Linked DNA regions of Mus musculus: all the other regions are linked to region 2. A link is a contact called in public Hi-C data. All regions are on one chromosome and are shown on one strand. Each heading gives the region's core, a stretch centred on a gene start, on an enhancer-like site or on the middle of the called end of the contact. The rest is flanking DNA. Distances are from core to core; before and after follow the strand shown. Region 1 has its middle 8.7 kb from the start of Gm36268. Region 2 overlaps Chchd6 (coiled-coil-helix-coiled-coil-helix domain containing 6). Region 3 has its middle 20 kb from the start of Gm36639.

What was found. A called contact is a pair of places that touch in the nucleus more often than the background predicts.
Region 1: a Hi-C map of bone marrow-derived macrophages shows a contact between it and region 2, with 11 read pairs. The contact joins two enhancer-like sites. A contact is called at or near these places in 1 of 39 promoter capture datasets (pre-B cells), 7 of 484 Hi-C or Micro-C datasets (the C10 cell line, CD8 T cells, bone marrow-derived macrophages and 4 more), 3 of 115 datasets of contacts at active chromatin or transcription factors (bone marrow-derived dendritic cells, embryonic basal ganglia and epiblast stem cells) and 1 of 9 other capture datasets (embryonic stem cells).
Region 3: a Hi-C map of bone marrow-derived macrophages shows a contact between it and region 2, with 13 read pairs. The contact joins two enhancer-like sites. A contact is called at or near these places in 3 of 484 Hi-C or Micro-C datasets (the AML12 cell line, the G1E-ER4 cell line and bone marrow-derived macrophages) and 2 of 115 datasets of contacts at active chromatin or transcription factors (embryonic basal ganglia and large pre-B cells).

Annotation. Positions count from the first base shown.
Region 1 is chr6:88,923,963-88,927,595 of GRCm38.p6, reverse strand. No RefSeq gene overlaps it. Among named protein-coding and RNA genes, the nearest start is that of Gm36268, 8.7 kb to the right of the region's middle. Within about 2 kb of position 1,580, at least 215 of the 459 cell types and tissues checked have an H3K27ac peak or open chromatin away from gene starts, as enhancers often do. A contact at or near this core is called in bone marrow-derived macrophages, where this site is marked.
Region 2 is chr6:89,578,679-89,581,962 of GRCm38.p6, reverse strand. The region is part of intron 1 of Chchd6 (coiled-coil-helix-coiled-coil-helix domain containing 6); the gene reads left to right. Among named protein-coding and RNA genes, the nearest start is that of Chchd6, 15 kb to the left of the region's middle. Within about 2 kb of position 2,007, at least 9 of the 459 cell types and tissues checked have an H3K27ac peak or open chromatin away from gene starts, as enhancers often do. A contact at or near this core is called in bone marrow-derived macrophages, where this site is marked.
Region 3 is chr6:89,041,753-89,045,373 of GRCm38.p6, reverse strand. No RefSeq gene overlaps it. Among named protein-coding and RNA genes, the nearest start is that of Gm36639, 20 kb to the right of the region's middle. Within about 2 kb of position 2,318, at least 65 of the 459 cell types and tissues checked have an H3K27ac peak or open chromatin away from gene starts, as enhancers often do. A contact at or near this core is called in bone marrow-derived macrophages, where this site is marked.

The DNA.
Region 1 (3,633 bases), core at 331-2,830, 650 kb after region 2:
CACTGGTGTGCCAGCCACTGTGGTGGGACAAGCAGAATGCAGGCACCCCAAGTCTCCAACCATGCTGGATTCCCACTAAGCCTCCCATCTTCTGCAGCTTCCTTTCAGAACCTGGAGAAGGTTCTGCCGGGCTTGGAAGAGGACAGCCCAGGAACGGGCTTCAGATTTAAAGTACACTTAAAGCAAAGGAAAAACAAAGTCACATGACAAATGGGAAATTGCAGCCCTTCACAAGCCGAATGAGAGGTCAGCACAGAGAACAGCCTCACAGGAGAAAAACAGTGGAGACTCGGAGCAGAAGGTCTGCAGGGGAACGAAAAAAAAAAGCCCAAATGGCCCTGAGCTGGACAAGGCTGTCTCTACAAATGATGAGTGAACCAGAGATCTGCAGGCTGCAGGCACCATTAGTCACCATCAGAAATGCAGTGTGCCCTCGGGTGTGCCTGCAGCATTGTGGAAACAACCCTCCTGAGCTGCCAACACCACCAAGGACGGACCCAGCACACAATGACGGGTCCTACAGACACAGGGTGTCTCTACAGTTACACCCTGGGAGCTAGGGCATTGTCTCCTTGGAACTGCTGACAACACCCTGCCCAGGAGCTGGTGTTACATAAGCTCTGCTATGTCACAGGAAGAGGGCCTCTGGCTGGGGAGGGCTGTGAGTACCCAGTGCAGCAGTATGCCCCAGACTGCACTGGGAAGCCTCTGGGCTGGCTGTCCAACCTTCACTGGACTACCTCTAAGAACAGGAGACTCACCCTGTTACAGGGAGGGGAAGCTAGAGCTGGAGGTCAGGACTCACACCCAGGGAGTAGACCCACCTCCCTGCTCCACAGTATCCTGGGAGTCCAGCCACCCTAGCCTTCAGCAAACGCCATGAAGACCCATGGCCAGGAGTCTGGGGATGTCCACTACTGTGCTGAATAACACTGGCAGTTCCCTTTCCACTCTGAGTCAATGCAGGTAACCTGTCCTCCTTCAAAGAGGACTATCCCAGCACACACAGACAAGACCAGCCTCCTCTAACTCTTCCTGGACTCCGTAGTTTAGTCCTAACATTTGGTTTTGCCTAAACTGGCATTCTGGGTATGTTGGGAAGCAACTCTGCCTGTATCTTCTCTCCTTTATGGCCTTAGTCTCCACTGCCTCCCCAGCTAACAATAGCCTCTTTACATCACCCCCCCCCCTTCTCATCCAGGCTATTTATTTGCCTGTTATCTGTGATTTCTAGTAGAACACAGCCCAGAGGACAGGGGCCCTGTCTATTCTATACACCACCAGAGCCTAGAGCACTGACTGGCACATAGTAGGTATTTAGTAAATGTCTGCATGAATGAGCAACTGCAGATTGGGAGCAGCAGGCTGGAAGAGGGCTGCTGCACACAGGGCCAAAGTCAGGGTCTGGCCATGAGCCCTGCTTTGAGCGGCATCCAGTCAGGCAGGTCCCATGCACTGTCAAGCCCCTGCCTTTGTGCCCCTTCCCCTCCCATCAGTCTCCTCAGGCAGGGAAGAGGCCAAGAGGTCATGGGTCTCCTAGAGACACACTGGGGGGCAGGGGGAGGGTCTCTATTCAATAGGAAGCATTGTGACACCTAATCACTCTGTTCCTGGTGGAGGGTGTCACAGGGGTGATTCTCAGTAGCCTCAGTAGCCTAACAGAAAATTAGCATGGCAGCCAGCAAGAACAAAGAGGCAGATCCCTCCCCCCCCCCAGGGGGCCCTGCTCACAGCCAAGCTCTCCCTCACAGTATCCCAGCCCTTTAAGCCTAGCCTCTCACAGGCCTTAGACAGAGGAGGCCCTGAGAACTCTCACAGATGCAGGTGCTCTGACAAACGCGTGGAGGAAATGAGCAGGTGCTCAGCAGCCCTGTGGATGGGCCCCTCTGTATGGAGCTCTCCTGCGCATGCCTGTGCTGTCTGGTCTTTTGTTTTTAATGTAGACTTTGCAAGAGAGGACACACAGAACTTGGAATAATGGGTCTGTAGTAGAAAGGATCCCTTTCCACACCTGGCTCCCACCCTGCCCCCAAGATAAGCACGCCCACTGAATCCTTGCAAGATTTCTTTATGCATATAGAGAGATGTGGACATAAGGACAGATGGACACACACACACACATGCACTCTAAGCTTGGCTCTGCCTGTTATACCTCTCCATTACACTCCGTCTGGAGTCTCTTCTTCATCAGAATGTATCTTGAACCCCTGTGGCTCTCCTGAAAGCCTGTGTGTCACTTCACAGTGAATCCCCTCTTGTTGGACATTAAGGGTACTTCCAGCTCTCTGCTTTAGCAGATGATATCTTGATATGCCAATCTTTACACATTCCTCCCTCTGCAAGCTGCTTTTCTTTTTTGCTCAATAATAAATGATGCTTATCTTCCCGGGTAAACAGCCCTGCCAGTCCTTTGAGAGCTGAATAGCATGCCATTGTGCTTTCTAGCCAAAGCAGATGTAACCACTCCCTCACTGGAGTCTAGACTGTTGCCAGCATTTTGTTATTACAGGCTGCTCTGCAGGGACATTCCTTCAAGCTAAGCCTTGGCACATGTCCTTAATTCTCTCCTCGGCCACGTGCCCAGAGATGGAATTTATAGGTCAAAGGGTGTGGTTTTTTTTTCTTTTATCTTTTTTTGGTGCCACATTTTAAAATCCTTTGAAGTGTGTGTGTGTGTGTCTGTGTGTGTCTGTGTGTGTCTGTGTCTGTGTGTCTGAGTGTTTTGTATTTTCTTTTAGGCTAGAGGTTCCTGGAGGTGCCCTCAAAGCTTTCCTGTGGTTTTGCATAATGGGCTCTGTATGCTTTCTCTCCCTCCCTCTAAAATTGCTCAGCCATCGTCTGCGCCTGCCTCATGGGTGGGAGCAGACTAAGTCTTTCCCCAGCCTGGAAGCTTTTTCCCCTGAGCAAAATGTGGGAGGAGCTGTAGCTCACTGGAGTTCCTGTGTGACCTGGGCAGCCAGGGAAAGCAGGGTGTGGTGGTGTGTCCATAGCCACAGCTGCTCCTGCTCTGAGGTTGAGTTGGCCTGAGACCTGGGACAAACATCTCACCACTAGGAAGCATTACCCAGACTCAAGCAGAGGAGCCTGAGTTCCAGGCCAGCCTGGTCTACAAAGGGAACTCCTGGCAAGCCAGTGCAACATAGTGAGCAAAGAAATGAACAAAAACAAAATCCAGAGCTCAGTGATCAAGGCATCAGGGCAGTAAAGACTGAAGATGCTGAAGATGAGCCAACTCTTCACCAATGGGCCTGACTTGATACCTTGGCCATCAGGAACATTACTAGGCCCACTGGCCAGGCAGGGCCTGAGGATTGGGTGTCCCCTATCAGTGTCACTGCCTGCCATGGGCTGGAAGTGTTGGAGCCATTGGAAGAAAAGGTTCACCTTCTCCCTGCACTCTCTGGCCTTCCAGCCTGCTTGGGTGTTCTATGCTCAAACACAGATTCCCTTTGGCCAAAGGCAGGATAAGACTGAAATGGTTGGGCCAATGACACTGTGGCAACTCCCTAGCCACCAGGTGGACAGCTACAATGGTTCTGAGAAGCCTGAGACAGAGGAGGAGACCCCACTAACCCTCGAGTGCTGGGATGGTGCTGGGCACTGTTAAAAATCACTATTATTGTTAATTATAAA
Region 2 (3,284 bases), core at 758-3,257:
AGGATGTACTGAGTCACAACAGGCCCAAAGCAGTGGAACCAAGGACCATGGGCTGGATGAAGCCATGAGCCAGAATAAGCATTTTCTCCTTTTAAGTTGATTATCTCAGATAATTTGTCATGGTTATGGGAATTGACTAATAATACTCTGTTGCCTGCATGTAGTGTTATGTACATGAACCTTTACTACATATTTAATTTAACAAGTATTTTAGCATTTCTAATGCGCCTCGGGACTTTTTCAGGCACCGAGGATGCAGCTAGAGCAAAGTGGAATCCTAGCTGTCATGATTGGGGCTTATATTCTGGTGCTGGTGGACAAGAAATCAAATGTATGTTGTGTCAGATTGTGAAGTTCCATGAAGAGAAATCAGGCAGAGTACTGAGAGTGGGAGGTGGAGGCAGGGTTTTGGTCAGGGAGATGTGACAAGTTTCCTTGTGCTTAGCCTACTCTGGACTCGGTTGTGTTCCCTGTTTTTTTTAGCTCACTTGCCATCTCTACCTATTTCTGCCTTGCTGCCTGTGTGAGCCATGTGTGTGAGCCATGTGTGTCTGAGGGTCATATGGAGAGAGCTGTATCTCGAGCATGCCTTCTTGCTCTTGAGAACAAATACTCTATTGCTCCAGCACAGAGGAACACCGTTTAAAACATGGACCCAGAATTCCAGTGGCCTGCTGTGCTGGGGTAGCTTCTTCATCTGCTTTGCACCTTGATTACCAGGGCTGGGAGGTGGGTGTGAGGGGTGCCAGGCATTTGCTCCCTGGCACATTAGTGCATACACTGTACTTCCTTTGACTCTGATCTTCTTTAGTTGGATTACAGGATGCAGCTCATCTGTCAATAGTTCTTCTGTTGGGTACTTCCCTTGGTAAGGCAGCACTGGCTCCTCACAACTTTCATTTACAGGGTGGCCATATGACTTGCCCAGACTATGTAACTATCTGCATAGTTCTTTATGAGTGGCTGGAAAAAGTAGGAAAGAGGTCCTTCTTGGACTTTACCTCACTCTGGGGAATTTTGGAAGTGTCAGCCTAGCATGCCACAGTGTCAGGAACAGACCCCTTCTCCTTAGGGTCCCTTGCTACAACAGCATGAGTTCAGGTCCAGGTATCAGACTTGGATGTTATCAGACCCAGAAGGTGTATTAAATAGAACCTACAATCATTGTGTGTGGATTCTGGGCACTATGGGAAGAGACTTGCACAAGGTCAGGAGAGCCTGGGCACACCGCTTTCAAAGTTCCTTGGTTCAATCCTTTCATTTACCTCTGTGCACTTGGCATGTGTGTGGCCTGAACTATAACCCATGTTGGTTTGGTATGTACCAGTCACACTGAATAGCTAGCATTTATGGTTTTGTGTGTGTGTGTGTGTGTGTGCAAATGCTTTCTGCAGTTTACCTCAGTGAAGCCCTGGAGTCACTTACATTATTTCCATATCACAGATGAAGAAACTGATTTAGAGATAAGAAGGCCCCTGCCCAATGTCATGCAGCTTAGCTAGAATTCAGACCCAGATGGGCCTGACTGCAGGACTCTTTCTCCTGAGCTCTGTGGAAGCCAGTAGCCTGAGCATGCTTCTGACTTAGGTCAGGAAAGGGAAGCGCAGAGATAGGAAGAGATCTTTGTCCCTTATCCCTTGCCACAGCTCTCTGCTGGCCACATGGAACACTTTCTTTCTTCCTCTGGTGGTATAGTGACAAGAGGTCTAGTGGCACTGAGCACCCAGCCCTGTCTGGCTTTGGAGGCCTCTGTTCTGGTTTTGTTGGTGCAGGGAGCATTGCCCAGATGGTGTTTATTCTCGCATGACTACTGTGTGTGTGTGTTTGTTGATTAAAAATATTACTTGCTGTATTTTGTAGCAACATTAAAAAATATTACAAATTTCTTACCGCCAACAAGAACTGTGCCAATGTTTTCCTTAACCCTTCATTCACCAGGCAGTGTGGTTCTGTTGATGCCACCTATGCCAGGGCTGGCAAATCAGAGCCTGTGACTCACCGTGGCAGCCCTCGACTTTGACTTCCTCTTCTCCTGGAGTCAGGGTTGACCTCTTACCCTGATCTACTCCCTGCCCTCCCCTCAAGAACCAATTGGTAGTGTTTTCTGATTTCTGGATTTCTGTAGTAGAAATACTCCCTCCCAGGTCAATTTCAAACAGCTATCATGATGTCAATTAGTTTGCTAAATTTTCTGAAAACTTAAAAATCAGCTTTCAGGAGCTGTTTCCTGCACGGTGGTAGGATGGCCACATACTCTTTCCATCTTGTTATGTTCTCACCTCAGAGGCTCCCTTCGGGAATACTATACTCAGTGTACCCTAGTACACTGACTTCAGTATGTGTCTGCTGTTTCTTGCTCTGAAACTGACCTTCACTTCCCAGTTGTGTTCAGAGAAGGAACATGACCTCTGAAGGCTCTTTCCCTTTTTTGATCTCAGGATTTTTGGTATCCACACAGTAGTGTATTATTTTCTTAGTGGTTTCTCTTCATTTCTCCTTTATCCATGTTCTTTCAATAATGTGGGAATCACATTTTTTTCCTCTTCTTTAAGTCCCAGCTCTCATTCATTCCTATTAGACAAGACAACTGCCACTGGGTTGTTCATGTTTGTGTTCTCTCTCCTCTCTCGTCTCCTTTCCCTTCCCTTCCTTTCCCTTCCCTTCCCTTTCCTTCCCTTTCCCCTTCCCCTCCCCTCCCCTCCCCTCTCCTCTCTCTCTCTCTCTCTCTCTCATGAAATATGATCAGCATAATGTATAATCTATTCCTTGCCCCAAGCTGCTGATAATTGTTTTTGTGTCTGGAGATTTTCCTGGATGGATAGACCACATAGGTTTATGTTATGCAGGCTGTGGATGTCTATGTTTAGCTTCTTTCACATAGCATGTTTTCTGGGATTGTCCATATGATAGTATGCATCAATATTTCATTCCTTTTTATTATTCAATAGTATTCCATTGTATAGATGTTTATATTTTTATTTACTTACTTTCATACGTTAGTTGAACATCTAGGTGCTCTCTTATTGGCCACTCTGGATAAGCTGTTGTGAACATTAGTGTAGAAGCATGTGTGGGCATGCTTCCTTTCTCTTTGGCTTGAGCTGATTGTTAGAACTGCTGGATCATTTGGGTAACTCTATGTTTAACCTCTGGAAACCCTTCCAGACTCTTTCCAGTCCTGCCTATACTATGTTATACCCCGCATTGTACAAGTCTTCTGATCTCTGTAGCTGTGCAGACGTACTGTTCTGATCAGACACAGCTGCTCTGATGGATGTGAAGTG
Region 3 (3,621 bases), core at 1,069-3,568, 540 kb after region 2:
AGAAGGCAAGGACATACTGGTGATGAGGCTGTTTGGGGCAGTGTGCAACTCACTGTCAGGAGAAGGGTGAGCACCCCTGCATCACCACCGCCCCCTCTTCCGTATTACCCTGCTCTTGGGAGCCACTCCCGCCCAGGTGGCTTGAATGAGAACTATCTCCCCATACTCTTACATGTGTGAACACTTGGGGGAAATTATGGGACCTTTGGAGGGAGACCATTGTTGGAGGAAGCATGCCATTGCTGCCAGGCCTTGAGAGTTTAGAGCAGTGATTCTCAACCTGCAGGTCTTGATCCCTTTGGGGGTCAAACAACTCTTTCATGGGGGTCACCTAAGACCATGGGAAAACACAGATATGTGCATTACAGCTCATAACAGTAGCAAATTTAGAGTTGTGAAGTAGCAATGAAAATAATTTTCCAGTTGGGAGACACCACAGCATTAGGAAGGCTGAGATCCCCTGGTTTTGAGCCTCCTCCAACCTCCAGCTCCACCTGTCTGCTTCCTGTGTGTGGCTAATTATGTGATCTCTCAGATTCCTGCTCCCGTGGTCTGCTGTCTGAACTTTCCTGCTATTTTAGACTTTCTCTGGAACTGTAAGCCAAAATGAACTTTTCCATAAATCGCTTTGGTCATGATGTTTGATCACAGTGCTAGAAAGTAACTGATACACCAGCCTTCCCTCCTATTCTGTATTGTATAATCCTAGTCATCTCGTGGCAATCTTAGGGCTCATCAGTTCTGAGTACCCCAGATTTAAGATGTGCTTCCCCAGCCGGGCATGGTGGCACACGCCTTTAATCCCAGCACTCGGGAGGCAGAGGCAGGCGGATTTCTGAGTTTGGGGCCAGCCTGGTCTACAAAGTGAGTTCCAGGACAGCCAGGACTACACAGAGAAACCTTGTCTCGAAAAACAAAACAAAAAATGTGCTTCCCCATGCCCTGCCTCTGTTTTGTCCTGCCTGGTGCTAGCTGGCTTTAACACTAACAGATTCTTTGTCCCCTTCTTCCCCAACATCCTAGCATTGTCTTCTTAGTACCCTTCATAACTTAGGGAGTTGTTTTTGTTTGTTTGTCTGTTTGTTTGTTGTTTTGGGGGGGTTAGGTTTGGGGTTTTTTGGTTGGTTGGTTTTTTGTTTTAATTTTTGGAGATAGAATCCTACGTAGCCCAGGCTGGCTTTGAACTTGCTATGTAGCCGAAGATAACCTTGAACTTCTGCACCTGCTCTCTCTATTCCTGGCTACTGGGATTACAGTTATGTACCAACTTACTTTATTTCTTTTTTTAGCTGCTTGCTTTTCTCCTAGGATAACTTCCATGAGGGCTAGAGCTGTGACAGACTTACCACCCTCAGGGATGACCTTCACTCACAAAAGAGTCTTGATTCCCTATCCCCTCCTTCTCTGGGGCACGCCTCATCCCTGCTCCCTTTCAGCCTCTGCTCCTGGAGGCCTGCACACGGGGGAGGCCGGTGGATCCCTGGCACTCATGGCCCCCAGACTCATCAGCTTGTAGAGCTCTAGGTTCAATGAAAGACATTGTCTCAAAAAATAAGGTAGAGAGGCACCCCAGGAGATAACTGGTATCAACCATTGCTCTCTGGCCCCACATTCACACAGAGACATACATTCACACACACACACACACACACACACACACACACACACACACACACACTCCACAGACCCTGGAGCATATGGCAAGAAAATCCACACTACAGAGAACTCCTGGCCCAGGTGGAAACCATAGGTAACAGAGTGTAATCGCTGATGGCTGTTAGAGACCCTCTCCACATCAGCCAGGTGCAGCATCAGGACACCTAACACAAGTAGAACCTGGTTTGTGGCAGCTCATCACAGCTGGAAAACCCCTCCCAGTCCTTGAACCAGAGGGCCAAATACCATGAGGACCGAAAAGGTAGCCTGGGTGCTGTATGCATATGAGCTAGGTGGTCACGACCTCCCTGAACACCAAGAGGGTTTCTTAGAGATGCCAACCTTCCCTATTGTTTCTCCAGGACCTAACAGAGACCGCATCTTAAGACAGTTGACTGTGGTAGAGCTTACGCATGGCTCACAAGACTGTGGGGGAATGTCACTATCTAGTTGATGCCCTGCTAGAGTGTGCTGGTCAAGGCCCTGGGTGAGCCCCCTGAGGGATCTTCCCAGAGCATGTGCTAGGGCCTTGAATGTGTGGCCCTTGTCCTGTGACTAACCTTACAATGGGGCAGTTTTGTGCTGCAGCAGTCACAGAGGCTGCCTTTGCTCCAGCAACCCCTCCTCAGTATCTACTTCCTCCTACCACAAGCCTGCTGCTGGGCTCTGCCGCAGCATCCGGGCCTACACCACACCCGAAAGGCCAAAAGTTCATGGCTTCTTGACTCAGAACCCGTGGAAACGCTGTTGAAAGACCCCTCGTCTTGGCCCCTCCACTACAGATGGGTTGGATGCATCTTTTCCTCTGCAGTCGGGGCACGAGGAAGCACAGGCCAGGCACACCGGGTTTGCCTCACCGGCAGCCACGCCTGAGCCACTCCCCACCCCGACCCAGAAGGTGTGAGCAGATTTCTCACCGTCTGCCACTGCTCATTGTTGGAGGGAAGCACCAACCCCCGGCATTTGTTTGAAGGAAATTAGATCCTCACCTCCCCACTAATGAAGCCAGGCTGTGCAAACAGGGAGGCGAGGCAGCAGGCTGCCTGTCTCTCTGGCGGGTGGTGGCCCAGAAGTTGGCGCCCCAGGTGTCTCCCGGCAAGCACGACTGACAGAAGCCACCCACGCCAAGCTGGCGCACAGCTTCCCCAGGTGACACGTCTTAGTGGGTGTGTATCCCAGCCCAGAGCTGTGAGCCGCAACCTTCCTGGCAGCACTCGGGGCAGAGAGCACCCCAGCTTAAGAGAGACCTAGGTCTCTCCTCACCACGGGCATCCAGGCTCCACAGCATCAGCCTCTTCCTCCATACCTGGTAGAACCACTGTGGACACATGGATCTTTAAAGTTTCATTTTAATTGAGATAAAACTCTGTAACATAACACTTGCCACTTTAAAATGGACATGCCAACAGTTTCTAGAATGTTCACTTCTTTTAATCACACCCAAGGAAACTTGGTATCTCTAAGTCGTTCCTCGTGCCATTCCTTCAGCTCCCAGAAGTCACTAACCCGCTGTCCCGCTCTGTGCATCTGCTGCCCTACCAACAGAGTCACATGATTCCTGATCTCTCCTGACCAGCTTTCCACTCAGCACAGTGTCTTAAAGATCAATCATTACAGAAACACTTTCTTCAGTCTTCTGCATGGCTAAATAGTATTCCACGGGCTGGTGAGATGGCTCAGTGGGTAAGAGCACCCGACTGCTCTTCTGAAGGTCCGGAGTTCAAATCCCAGCAACCACATGGTGGCTCAGAACCATCCATAATGAGATCTGACTCCCTCTTCTGGAGTGTCTGAAGATAGCTACAGTGTACTTACATATAATAAATAATAAATAAATCTTAAAAAAAAATAGTATTCCACTAGATGTGTGAGCCACATTTGGCTTGTCCCCACTTCTGGGCTATTATGAATAATACCCTCATGAGTATTCTTAGACTGGCCTGTGGGGACATGTCATACCCAGGA